Regions from separate parts of the Arabidopsis thaliana genome. Here region 1 is linked to region 2. The links are chromatin contacts, called in public capture Hi-C maps. All regions are on one chromosome and are shown on one strand. Each heading gives the region's core, a stretch centred on a gene start, on an enhancer-like site or on the middle of the called end of the contact. The rest is flanking DNA. Distances are from core to core; before and after follow the strand shown.

Region 1 (6,741 bases), core at 14-2,513, 68 kb before region 2:
AACAGAAGAGGTATGAAGCGACTGCATTTTTAATAATTGTTCTCCTCGGAGAAGCGATGCTTGATCAATGCGATCATACAAGTCAGTCTGCCAAAATCATATAATAACGAGTATCATCAAGCCAATTGTAACAACATTGAACAGAAACCAACCAAATTCATAAGATTTTCTCTTAAAAATATGAGAGTAGGCGCACCTGGCGAGCAAAATTAGATGGATCAGCATATCGCCTAGTTGGTTCATTTTGCAACTCCCTACCGAGATAAGAGCTTGATTGTTCACCATACTGCCTTCTATCAACGGGAATGTAACCAGACAGCTTATCGGAATACAAATCGTCCGTCTTTTGACCATAACCATGGCTCGAGGGAGACAAATAGCTTCCAGATGCAAACTTTGGTGAATCAGGTAAAGTAGGGACATATCCCGAGCGGTTATCCAAAACTGATGAACCTAAACCATTGGTGCTTAAAGGCTGAGAGCTGCTAAGAGAAGTTGATCCATACACAGAGCCATATTGTGTTCCGTAATGACTAGCAGCTGTAGATAAATGAGATCTGTATCCACCACCAATGTCAGTCTCTTGAGGAGCACCTGTAATTGATGGATGGCGAGAACTCAAAGAAATCTGAGAGCCTCCTTCTGCGCCACCACTCACTGAACTTCCAGGATAGCCAGATCCAAGCTACATAACAATTACACATAAATTAAGCATAATTAAGCATAATTTGGTTTCAATTGAAATTGATGATCTTACATTCTGAGAATAACCAGATTGCGAACCGTATTGCTGTTGACCGTAGCCAGTGCCTCTTGAAGAATACATATCTCTATGCATCTGGTTTCAATTTTGTAATTTTAGTTAGTACATTCTTTGAGAGATAATACGAAGAACGAACAATAACAAAGATTTATCAAAAAAACAACATGAATCAACCGAAATTTTCACGTCCCTAAACTACAATTTCGAATTCACATACATGATTCGATCAAGCGAGTAAAATTAAATTAAATTGACGGACTTTACCTACAAGAAGATTGAAAAATTGTTTCTTCTTTGCGTGTCTTACGTGTTGAGAGAAGAGGAAGAGACTAAGCAATTGAGAGATTAAAAAGGGAAAAAACAAAACCCTAGAAATCACAGATAGAGGAAGAAGACGAGCTTGAGAGAATGGTTTGAGGATTAGTTTGCTGTGAAGAAGAGAAAGTAAAGAGAACGATATGTTTGTTAGTAGTAAGGGTTCAAGTTAGAGGACACGCATGCATTATCTTTTAATGGGCTTATATATTAGCCTTTTTATAAGTTCGTTATAGGCCCGTTCTTTTATATTTTCAAAACAAATTTGGCCCGTTATAGGCTAGTTTGAGCCTCCACTTTCTGTATCTCTTTAAGGGCCTTTGTTTTGGTTATGTATTGTATCGAATGTTTAATATAATGTTACATTTGTGAAGAAAAAAAATGAAAAAAAAAATGAAAATCTAGCATTAAAAAATTTAGATGGTAATGAATTTTTTATAGTTAGTATAAGATTTAGTAAATCACCATTTTTGATATATTTGTCTAAATATCAAAAAAAAAATTGGAAACTTTACTCGAGGCTTGTGGTTTTGTCCAAAAATATAATGTCAAGATCCATTACTCTTCTTTGTATGATTCTATCAACAGAGGTATAGCATCAGTGGAGTAGCACAATAGGCACCAGCTAAGTTAAAGACTAACTGCCTCACATCACATTATCATTTCTCCTAAGCTGTTCTGCCATTAGTTTAACATGAATGAATAATTGCAAGTGATAAATCAATCTCCATGTTGTTTTTGTTAATAAAACTGAATTCAACAGTGCTTGTAGTCTGTCAAGTGAGGTCCACATTTTAAATATTTTCAGAAGAGATCACTCAAGATGTGAATCCTGCTTGTAGTCAGAGTTAAGAGTCCAGTTCGTCAACCTGCTTGAAGTCATAGCTGTTGGATTTTCATCTCATTCTCAGTTAAAAGCGACTTCAAGGAGGTAGATGAACTGGACTCCAGGCTCCTTTACTCTGACTCGAGTTTCGCTACTTTTGCTGCAGATGTTTTTTGTCTGAGACAACCTAAAACAAAAAATCAGCTAAAATCAAACCCCTAAAATGAAGACCATCAGAAGAGTGTCTTTTTTTACCAAGAACAACCAAAACCATTTTTGTTTTTCTAATAAGCACATCATCAAACACAGACAAGTTTGAAGCAATAGGAGTAATGTTAATAGGAGAGCGAATTTGATATCACTACATCTTTACAGGTAAAACTTTCGTAGAATGCTTAGTTTCTAGAATTCCTTCATTCTAGATCCTGTATGTGATCTTGAACTTTTGTCGTTCAAAGCAGTTTTCTAGTTGCCTTTGAGCTATAAAAGCAAATGGAAAATCACATACATGGATGGAAAAGATGATTACCATGTGTCTCATTAAAGAGACAATGAGTCATATCTTCAAAATGTCATCAACACACTTTGAGGCTTTGCCAAACGTATGCACCTAGAATACCATCACCATCAAATGCATAAAAAGTATATTAACAAGCGATAGGAAGTATAACCTTCACAAATGCCAATTAAATGATGTAAATGCTGTCTGCTTTCAACCACTTCCTCCATCAGATTCTCCTCAATGGCAAAATGGTTCCTTTCTGCAAAATAGACAACATTCTCCAAGTAGCCGAGATAGTGTATGTCTATTTCAGCAATTGGCTTAAAGCTTCCAACCCTTTAAATACCTCTAGATCATTTAATAGTCCAACGGGCTCAGTATCACGATTTAAAAGGTCAACCACAGTCTCGTTATACACTAAGCTCCTTTCTTGAGTCTGCATAGATTTTACAAGATTCATGGGTAAAGAAGGAAAAACATATCATATCTTAACAAAAATACAGAAATAGGGACCTTCAATTTCATCGGTAGCTCACTTTTCTTATATGCTCGTATATATCTCTAACAACACTTTCAGTAACCCCCATGTGCAAGTCTTGTGATTTCTGTATTCAACTTATTTACATTTTTTCTCAACTGCATAATCCTGCAACTAAAGATCAGTCTCCTCCTCATTCCGGCCTTGCGAGAAAACTCCAACATCTTATTGTGCTTTAGTTCATACCGTTTACAGGTAGCCGCAGCAGATGTGCACCCTAAAATGATAGAAGTATATACCACCAAAACAAAGAGTTGCTTTAAACATCTAAAATAAAGTTACAATTTGAAGTTCTGGACTATGGACTATGACACAATGGGTCAACAAATTTAGTCGTTACCTGCGTGCACTTCCAACTTCCTGACTCTGACTGTAGAAAACTAGACCCCATCTCATTATGCAGCTTCAGGTCGTGTTATAGCGTTGTTACCAACTCTTTTTCCCTACCCACTGAATCGTATAGACTATAGACGCATAGTCAACATGATTCTGAAATGAATACTAAACTTCTTTTTGTATGATCTGAAATAACTTTAGTTTTCATCTCTGCCTCAATAACAAGACCGACACAACAGCTTTGAGATACCCAAAAGATCACATACAACTTCCATATATCATGTATACACTATTATGATACTTGTAATTGAACAAAAGCATATATTCTACTAGGTACAGAAGATGTACACAAGGGGTCTTATGCGTCCTACTTACAAGCATGCAGATCCGAAGCTCTTCTTCTGTCCTCATTTTCTATACTTTCACCTATTCTTTTTTTATTCTTCTGTGCATAGTAAATCAGTTTTCCCTCTGCAAATCATAGAAAGGGCATGAGCACAACATGTCATTTCTTACTGTTTGCCTTCTTCTTCTTAATTATATTTCTGCATCTTGGTTTCTGGAGAACGTTTCGGATAAAGAATAAGTGCCAACGCCAAAGAGACCATAAGACCAACAACTCCACTAAAAGGCTGTGATGGGCGGCTCCCTGCAATCCAAACCGGGGAACTTGGGTTGTAAGTGAGGAATCCACCTGACTGTAGTATAAAGCTTGATGCTATGATTCCTGCCCGCAACCCAATTGGAACAATTAGATTTCCTTGGCTTCTTTCACGAGCCCAAGTAAGCGCCAACGACAGAAGCCAAAACCCTGGAATTGATCTCAGGGATCTGGAGAATTCGACAAGATACTAAAAACAATTAGTATATAATCCCTAAAGAGTTAAGCATCACGCTAGTGTACTTTCCATGAACAATAATTGTGTATAACTACAAGATGACATACACATATAGCCAGTTCTTAACAATAAAATACTTAACAAAGATATATACCTCTGGAACAAGGCAAATATGAGTCCTGTAATGATAATGCTTTGATGGTAGCCCAGATCTATAGCAATCTCGGCAGGCATCCAAGATCTGAAGAGCAACTCTTCCACAAGCACTACAAATGTCGCAGCTGTAAATCCTCTAATTATCAGCAGAAGAAATTGCCCACATCCCTTAAGCCACTTCATGGCATCAAAAGAATGTGGAAAATATGGTGGCCGAGAAAGAAACGCAGCTCCTGATATTGCATTTATGAACTGAATTAGTAGAACGACCGTGATGCCCCCTGCAAAGGCCTTTAAAAACTCTTGAATCTGCAAGGAATGAACTTACAGTATCATTTCTACTGTCTTAATAGCCTGAATGTATGGAAGTGAAGAGAATAAGAACATGTGAAATTAAGGGAAAAGAAAAATCACAACTAAGCCATCTCCTGTTGCTGTTTGAAAAACGTCCACCAAGTTCTTAGTTGAATAAGGTTAGTCTAGTGGCTAATGAAGTATTGACGGTCGAGAAATTTTCTTCAGCAGTGCAACGAAAACCAAACTATTCTAATATTCTAATCTCCGTGTTACATTAAAGGTTTTACCTTTTCTTTGTTTGATGCCTTTAAATCAAGCCCATATTGCTTGAATGGGTTTTCGTACTTCCGTACTCTCTTTCCCCACAGCATAACAAGAATGAATACAGCAACATAGAGACCGACTACACTAGCTAGTTCTGCCACTCTAGAAGGATTACTTGTAGACCAGTTCTGGAGAAGTGTTGGAAGCAATGGAATCACAACCGGTGACCATAAAACGAGCACCATGCCAATAAAGCCCACAGCCCTAATAAACAGCAAAAAAAAATATGATACGAAAATTATTAGAACAAGCTAGTCTGAAGAAGAATCAAAGGACCCTACTTATAATACTAAAATCACAAAAGTATGGAATCTTTAATATGATTGTTATCAGAAGAGAATCTAACATTTTATAAACGAGGAATTTACTAGCAAACATGTACTGAAAAATGTAGAATTTTGAGAATGGGGAATTTACTCGTAAACCTGCAGTGACGAACGTTAGTTCTCATATCTCTCTTTGATTTTAAGGAAATAGTTAACACACATCCATAGTGTAGCATTCATTTCATTTAAGAGCCAAGTAAACCACATAAATTGATTTAGTGAAAAACATTCCGTCAACGGTAGTAAAAATTAATAGTAATACAAATATGAATATCAACGGAAAATGTTCATAAGAGACTACTTCAAAATCAATCACATAAGTTCCATGATATTGGAAAGAATCTACAAAAATGCTTAGAGAGAAAGCAACTTACCTCTTGAGCAAGGGCCACTCATCCATGTGCAAAAACTGGATTAGCCTATCAGTTAAACTCATAGCACCCCGAAGGCCACCCCAAAGCAGAGCAAGTTTTCCAACTAAACTCAATATGCCACCCCTCTGACCCAAGTCTGCCAACATTGCCACAATCCTGTTCACATGAAAACCAAGGGATTTCAGATTAAAAAGAATCTTAGGGCACTGATAGATAAGAATTGACTTATTCACTATGAATACCTATCCTGATCCACTTCACCAGTTTCCTTTGTCGGAACAGCAGGACCAGCTATGGACATAGCTTTCTCAGCAAAACTTCCCACCATACTACTCTGATCAAGTTGTCCAGATTCTTTCTGTTGACTATCTTTATCCGATGATTTTGACATGATGCCACCTCTTTGTGGATCCTGTGCAGGAAGCACTGATTACAAGGACGAACATATTTGTATGCTCTTTTGATTATACATTCATTTGAATGCTAATGTTAAGTCAATACCTCGTGTTGAACCAGCATAGCAGATGCTCCCAAAGCAGCTGTTACAGCACCAACCATAGCACTTTTATTGTTAATACTTTGCAAGCCAGATTCCACCATTTCTCCAATGCTCGAGTTGTTTTGTTTGGTCTCCTTGCTCACTTTGTCTGGCAAAACACTCGCCATTGCACCATTGTTCTCGTACTTTTGTCTTCTACCCGGGACAACATCTCTCTTAGCATTGTTGGTTGTTGTAGATACATCGAAATATTTTCTCAGAGCAGCTAAAACAGAGCCAACAACAACACCAATTGGCAGTACTTGTCTGAGAAAATGCGCCTCCTGGACAGCAGATGCAATTGCCCTAATGATAGCGTCCCCACGAAGTTTACCTACTTTTCCAGCAGGGACATTGGAAGTTTTGCTATTCCTTTTGAAAGTCCAAGTAGGCTCTGAGTATACAACAGCATAAGAAAATGTCTTTGCCACCTTTTTTATATCTCGACTGAGTTGAGACTCAATTTGCCTCATGCCAGCTGAACCCATCCTGCGCTGAATTTCTACATTCAAAGAGTCTGATACAATAACATTAATGAGGTGCTCTAATTCCTCACATCCTTCGTCTAATTTGTGAGGACCATCATTTTGATTGTCTGCTGCATCAT
Region 2 (6,771 bases), core at 878-3,377:
GTTACATCACAAAGCTTTTGGATTGATCGAGACTCTCATATAGAATGAGATGTCATTGGTCTTGGTTGTGCTTAAAACCCATTGTTGTGTACATGACATAAACCATCTTCCGATCATTCTCCTCCATAGATAGTTGCTTATTGTCATTATCCATTCATCCCGAATTGTCTCTTTTTCCATGGTAGTTTCCATTTTCCAAAGTAGATCTGTTTGTATAGTTGTAAAGACACCAAATTCCGAGATCTCCATTTATATTTGTAAATCTGCGAGAACAAGACTGCATCACATCGAATCATGGGTTTCAGTGTGGGGATAACTGCGGAAGGGTGGGAGAGATGTCCCAAGAAAACCATATCATCGACAAAGAGAATTACAATCATCACCATAAAGGTGAAGAGAAATCGAATGAAGAAAATAAATCTGAGAACAATCTGAGATAACAGAAAATTCCCCATCACAATTATTGAAAACAGAAGAAAAATAAAGCAAGAAACAAAATAGAACCACCGGCAAATGTCGGCGGCCCGAAAACCAAAGAGGAAAAACGGTTTTATCAGTATCCCCTTTTGTGTCGACAGAGAGATAGGAGTTGTTTGGCCGTTTTCAGGGTTATCGTCTTTACCATTGGGTTTTCTACAAATTTATTTGGGTTAATTTGTTCATGTCTTTTTCTTTTTTTAATTATCTTTCAGATTTTAATTTTTATTTACATTTTTATAAAATGATAATATATAGATATATTAATAAGTCAGAATATTTGTAAATTATAATACTAAAACTTACAAAATAAGAATATTTTAAATAGTTTTTCTTTTGGAAATATATTTAAATAGGTCATGAAATAAATAATCTATGAAATATATGATAATATACAATTATAGAAAAGTTAGAATATTTATAAAAATGATAATGATAAAAAGGATTTTTCTGTTTTAATGATAAAAAGGATAAAAAGGATTTTTCTACTCGTCAAATTAATTATTTAACTATCAAACTTTTTTGTTTGTTTTAATGTTAACTTATCAATTCAGATTTTTAGGATTGTACCAAAGCCCCTATAAATAAAGAGACAAGCCCGAGTTGCATCAAAGTTTGAGAGACAAAATGAGAAGGTTTGGGAAGAAAAACAAAAAAACAAACAAAGAGACAAGCCCCTCCTCTGAATGATAATATTGAAAACAACCAAAAGTTAAGGATAAAATACAATTTAAAGTTTTATATGAGCTTTTCCTTGGATATTACTGGATTTAACGTCTACAAATATTTTAAGAAACTAATACAACCACATTGATACAAAGTATACTTCGTCCGTATTATATAAAGTTATGTTTTAGTTTAAAAAATGGTTTCATTTTAAATGATGTTGGTAGAGGAACAAACCCACAATGTTTTACATTTTTAACGTAAAATAATTGTTTTATTGTTTCAAGACTTGTTCTATTATTGACTGAATTGTGGATTAAATATTAACAGCTTTTTAATATATACACAAATTTTTAAAATATTTATTATTTAATAAAAAAGATTACATATCAAACTGTTAATAAATAACTCAACAGTCAAATGAACTCGCGTTTGTCAAAATTAAAGGTTAATCAGGTTTGGGATAAACTTTTTTTTTATGCTGAAAATCGTCTTGTTATGATTACTTTTTTTTTAATAAAAGATGCTCATGTAAAATATATTCTCCCATATCTTGGGTAGAACAAAATACAGTATAATTTTTACAAACTCAAGCTCATTTTGATTGGGCATTGAAATATTAAGTTTTATATTCCGTGGTTCAAGTTTATCTAATAAAAACTTTTGATGAATTTGTGTTTTTCTAATTTCAGAGAAGGTGTTTTATTCGATCTGTCGTTTTCACCAAACTTTCTATTTTGATATATCGTCGCGCGTCTCTCAACAATTATTACTATAAGTCTTCATTTTTTATTTGGGTCAAATAAAAGTCTTGATTTTTCAGCAATGGTCCTCACAAACAGATAAGATTGGACGGCTGTGATTTTGGTTTCAATGTCAGCTAATAATATGTACCGTGAGATTCTCTTTGATACATTTCGTCAAAGGTCAAAAGTAAACATGCCACGTAGGGTGAGAACATTAGATATTTCCATTTGTAGCCTCCCCATCCATGCCCATAAAGTTCCAGAAGCCACTAAATGCAAAAACCCTAAAGCACTGAGAAAGCTTGTACCTTTGTTGAATCATGGCAATGGCCGTTCCTGTTAGTGCTCGTCCTCAGTCTCCCGGTATGATTCCTCTATCACCTCGTTCAGATTTTCACTGATTCGAGTTTCATTTCTCTGATTTTTTTGGTTTTTCTCTCTGAAAGCAGAAGGTTTTTACGCAATCAACAACCAGTTTCAGACGAATGGGCCAAAAGGGTTCTCTGAGATCAAGATTCTAGCGAACGAAGACATGTTCTTGAGGATGGATTTGCCTGGAGTTCCTGATGAAGGCGGCTTGAGTGTTTATCATAACCGGTCGCAGGAAACTGTGGTTGTTTTCGCCAAAGCACCCAAGGTTCACACACACGACTCCACCGAACGTCGTTACCAAACGATGACTGGAATTGGCTGTAGCTGCTGTGCGATCTCAAGCATCACCACCCACATGTCCGACGGTGTTTTTAGAGTTATCCTCTCCAAGACTCGCATCGATCCACACCGCTCTCCTTGCACCGGTCAGTACTATTACCCATCTAATGTATTACCGGTCAGTGTTTATAGATCATTTTTCTGATATAAAAAGTTTATGCTTTTGTCAACAGTTCTTGGTTGCTCAGGTTTCCGTGAAGGTATTTCCATTTCCATTTCCAGAAACTTTCAATATCTAAAAGTTTGGCTTTTTCCTACACAAACTTTCGAAAATTGTTTACTCATCTTTAAATGTTTGTCTTTTCTCTTTGTTTGTGGTCGGTAGATCTCCGTGGCACCGATCCAAATGGTATACAACTTTCTGGTCCTAGCTAGTAATTATATTTAGTATTGAGAGATTGGGTGTTTAAAATGAGAGTAATTGTATTTGTGGATCAGACCCGGCGTTAACCGGTCCGGTATTGCAGCCACATCCACTTGCGTTCCCACAACCGACTATGGCCTATGAGTCGAAGCAGCTCCCAAACGGCAAACTATTCGTGCGTGCAGACATGCCGGGTGTTCCCAAAGAAAACTTCACTGTCTCTGTCACGAATGGGCGAGTCAAGGTGACTGGTCAAGCTCCTGCGGTTAGCCATGATTCAAGTGGCCGTTTCTACTCTGGTGACGTCGCTATGCTCTCCACTCCTGTTGACATTCCCAGCCGTCGGATCAAGACCATCGCCAAGAACGGTGTCATTCGTCTCCTTATCCCTCCATTTTGATGATGAAACTATTTTGTCTTTCTAGTATGGTGGACCCTTTCTCTGGGATGGTGTCGTTTGTTTTGTGGATCGTGTCGTTTTACGTTTTATCAGTACTTATTTTGGTAATGTTTCAACGACGCAACTTATTTTTGGTATGTTTCGACTTTTTGGCTAGTTTGTTATCATTTTCCAAAGTCTGTTTTGCTATGAGTATCAACTTTAAGGGCCACATAACTCTTTTGAGCATGAAGCAATGCCAAATGATTTCCACTATCAAACTCAATACACATCCTTTCCACTTTTCTATCTGTTGAAACATCTCTAATTCTCTATACACACATATATATAGATGACAAAAGGGGATTTTCAGACCTTTGAATCTCTGGATCAAGTCTTCTTTGTCATCTTTGTGATTTCACAAACTAATTTTAGCAATCATCGATTGTTCTCAAAACTAAAAGTTTGGTGTGCATATTCAAGTAGGGGACAATGGGATTTTAGCTACCAAAACACTTCTTTAACTTGAGGCCCTAACACTGATATGCCACAGAATCAAAACTAGTGTGTTGTTTAAAGTGGTTACGAGGCTAAGATTATATATGCACACACTCACTAAAAAATCTCTGCCTAATACTAACTCTGGAATTGGTAGTGCAAACAAGTATTGAGCTGTCAAAAAGGAGGTTCTAGGTCGATGAGGGAAATACCTAGGACAATGAGTGGGACAAACAGCAGCTTGATTCAAGAAAACTCTTAACATTCAAATGCATATTGTGTTAAAATCTACCACATTTCCCGTACAGGCTTAGAGAAACAATCAATGAATCAAGACAAGAGTAGCTGTGTAGGCACTGAAAACTTCCAGGACCTGTGACAATTAGGACAGGACAATAGACTGTGATGTCTTCAAAACGCACTCTTAAACTATATACCATGATTCTATCAGCACAAATGAACTAGTACTATGCAATAACCAGGTTCAGAGACGTGCAGTATTAGTTATTGAGCAGGAAGCAATAAACTATCACCAAATTCACTTCACATCATTTCCTCTTTTTTCTATCTATTGAAACATCTCTACACGTATATTCAATTACATACTCTTCTTCTGATGACAATACGTTGCAGTTCCTGTTCTAGTTAGAACCAATGGGATTATCAGCTACCAACCCAATGTTGAAACAAGTAAACAAGTAAACAGAGTTCCAACTTTTAGGGTCTAAATGCTACCATCAAACTAACAGACAGCCATGCTTCACTAAACTTTAAAACATGCTAAAGGATAGGACCTGATAAACTATTGATTCCCCTGATAAACTATCTATCACACTCCAAACTATGTACATGGTTCTATCAGCACTAAGCATCGAGTAGCGTTAATAAACCAATACTTTGGATATGAATCAAGTAACAACAGTTAACTACTAACTTGTACAAACCCAATGCAAATAACGTATAATTTCATCCCAAAACTCACCTCCGAGAAAAACCACCGGCTCTCTGGCTCTGTTTCATGAAAAGGGCTCTCTCTCTTTCCTTCTCAACCCTCTCCCTCTTCAACTCCTTTAAGCTCTTCTTCCCACTCATCTTCTTCTTCTTAGCTTCATAACCACCACATCCACCATCATCACCCTCACCTCGAACACTATCATTTTCATCGTTACGTTTCTCAAGGACGCTTCACACCTTTACCAGCAACTCCATATCCCAATCTATACATTTTCCGATTCAACACTCTCCACAACAACATCCGTGGATTTAACAACAGCCGCCGCCACCACCACCACCGTCTCATCCTTACCCTTCTCTGCCTCCGGTGAGAGGGGCTAAACCACGGACGTTACGAAGCACTTCGAGACGAGATTCAGCATCTCTTTTTCTAGCGTCCTCGCGTTTGATCTGCTCTTCTCTAGCCGCAGCTTCTTCATCCTTTCGGACTGTCCAAGTTGTAAACGTTCCACCTCTTCTGTGGAAGAATATTCAAACCACCGTGACCTCCCATGGCTTAATCTTCCCAAACAAAATTAGGGTTTTCAAACGATGAAATTGAATTGAACGGAAAATAAAACTTGATCGGAATCGGAATTGATTTTTTTGCAGCCCAAGTTATTGATATTTAACTTTGAGGCCCATTGAGCCCATTACGTGATATTTTGATAATTCTAGGCCCAATAAACACCAAAACACTAGTTTTTCTATTCAGCACTAAGGTTGAGCCAATCAAACTCATTCTCTGGAAGCTCTTTCTCAACTTGTTTCACTCCTCTCTCAACAATTACATTGCCTTTGATTGCATACAGTCTCCAAAGCAATGAATTTGTATTGGCTAGTACTGTATCATTCCAGTTGTTTCCACATCTCTGAAACCTCTCCTCACAAGACCAACTTCCATTTCTCTTTCCACAAGCTCTCTTATAGAATCTATCATCTTATGTGCAACGGATTCAGCTTTACTTGACTTCTCTATCAATTGTGAATTGCTAAACAAAAGCCACCCATAAACGCCAAGACCCAGCTACTGTTATCTCTTGGTGGGTCTAGCCTTGTGGTTATCTCTAGGAAAAGATTCTCCATCACAGGAATCACAAAATCGTCATCAATAAGCGCCATTCTTAAGCACTGGAAGATATAAACCGCTCTATGAAACTCTGTTTTACTCGATGCAATATAATCTCGTAGCTCGTTCAAACTCTTCTCTACCATTCTTAAGATCATCATGTGGTTCTGTAATCAACATTTTGGCATTCCTCACAATCTCCTTGGTCTCTGTTCCGACTACTCCTTCGATCTCGTTCATGGAAGCCAACACAAAATGGCATTGATCTTTAGTGTAATGATACAGATTCATGTCTCCTGAGAAGAACCTCTCGAAATCCGAATCTCCATCAACGCCATTAGTAACTCTACTGTCATCCCTGTTTTCTCAAGCTGAATCCACATTTTAACAAAAGTTTGTAAAGCCAAGCTCCAATCTTCGACTCTATAAGGATAAAGAAAGACATTACTAGCTTTTGTCCAAAAAATTGTCGATGAAACTCTTGTAGACTGGTGGCAGATCGATGAAGACGTGAAAAGCCTTGACAGGTTCTTTGCTACTCGCTAGGGATAATATACAATCACCGAGCTCGTCCCATTTGTCTTTATGCAACTCCACGACATTGTAAGTTACAAAAGACACGATTTTCCTGAGGATCTTGATGTCAGATTCTTTGGTTTCTTGCATTGTAAGGCATAAAATCAAAAGGGGTTTGATTTCATAGAGAGAGTCGAGACGATTTGATTTTTCAGATAGGTGAGGGTCTCAGAGAGTTGAGAGATTGATCGGAGTCTGAGAATGCCATTGGAAGAAGATTGATAGACTTTAAGAAGCTTTAGGGTTAAGCAACCTGGGTTACAAGAAACGCAGATGTCGTAAAGCGCACGCG

The links. Capture Hi-C pulls out chosen DNA fragments and counts their contacts.
Region 1: a capture Hi-C map of shoot shows a contact between it and region 2, with 3 times the contacts expected there. The contact joins the promoter of emb1579 here to the promoter of AT2G03020 in region 2. A contact is called at or near these places in 2 of 3 other capture datasets (root and shoot).

The regions. Positions count from the first base shown.
Region 1 is chr2:946,410-953,150 of TAIR10.1, reverse strand. It overlaps emb1579 (ATP/GTP-binding protein family), which reads right to left and starts at 1,263. Exons shown (of 19, transcript NM_126366.5): 1 at 1,028-1,263; 2 at 758-838; 3 at 197-685; 4 at 1-87. The coding sequence starts at 838. It overlaps AT2G03140 (alpha/beta-Hydrolases superfamily protein), which reads right to left. Exons shown (of 13, transcript NM_001335168.1): 6 at 6,098-6,741; 7 at 5,839-6,008; 8 at 5,597-5,752; 9 at 4,860-5,100; 10 at 4,274-4,584; 11 at 3,285-4,111; 12 at 2,943-3,161; 13 at 1,598-2,842. The coding sequence ends at 3,814. AT2G04485 (a long non-coding RNA gene) reads left to right here and starts at 1,368. Exons shown (of 1, transcript NR_140011.1): 1 at 1,368-1,614.
Region 2 is chr2:879,520-886,290 of TAIR10.1, reverse strand. AT2G03020 (Heat shock protein HSP20/alpha crystallin family) reads left to right here and starts at 2,127. Exons shown (of 5, transcript NM_126354.3): 1 at 2,127-2,252; 2 at 2,339-2,686; 3 at 2,774-2,800; 4 at 2,926-2,949; 5 at 3,039-3,646. The coding sequence starts at 2,210. The coding sequence ends at 3,364. It overlaps AT2G03010 (hypothetical protein (DUF577)), which reads right to left. Exons shown (of 7, transcript NM_126353.4): 2 at 6,733-6,771; 3 at 6,383-6,553; 4 at 6,004-6,169; 5 at 5,573-5,767; 6 at 5,148-5,312; 7 at 4,820-5,024. The coding sequence ends at 4,820.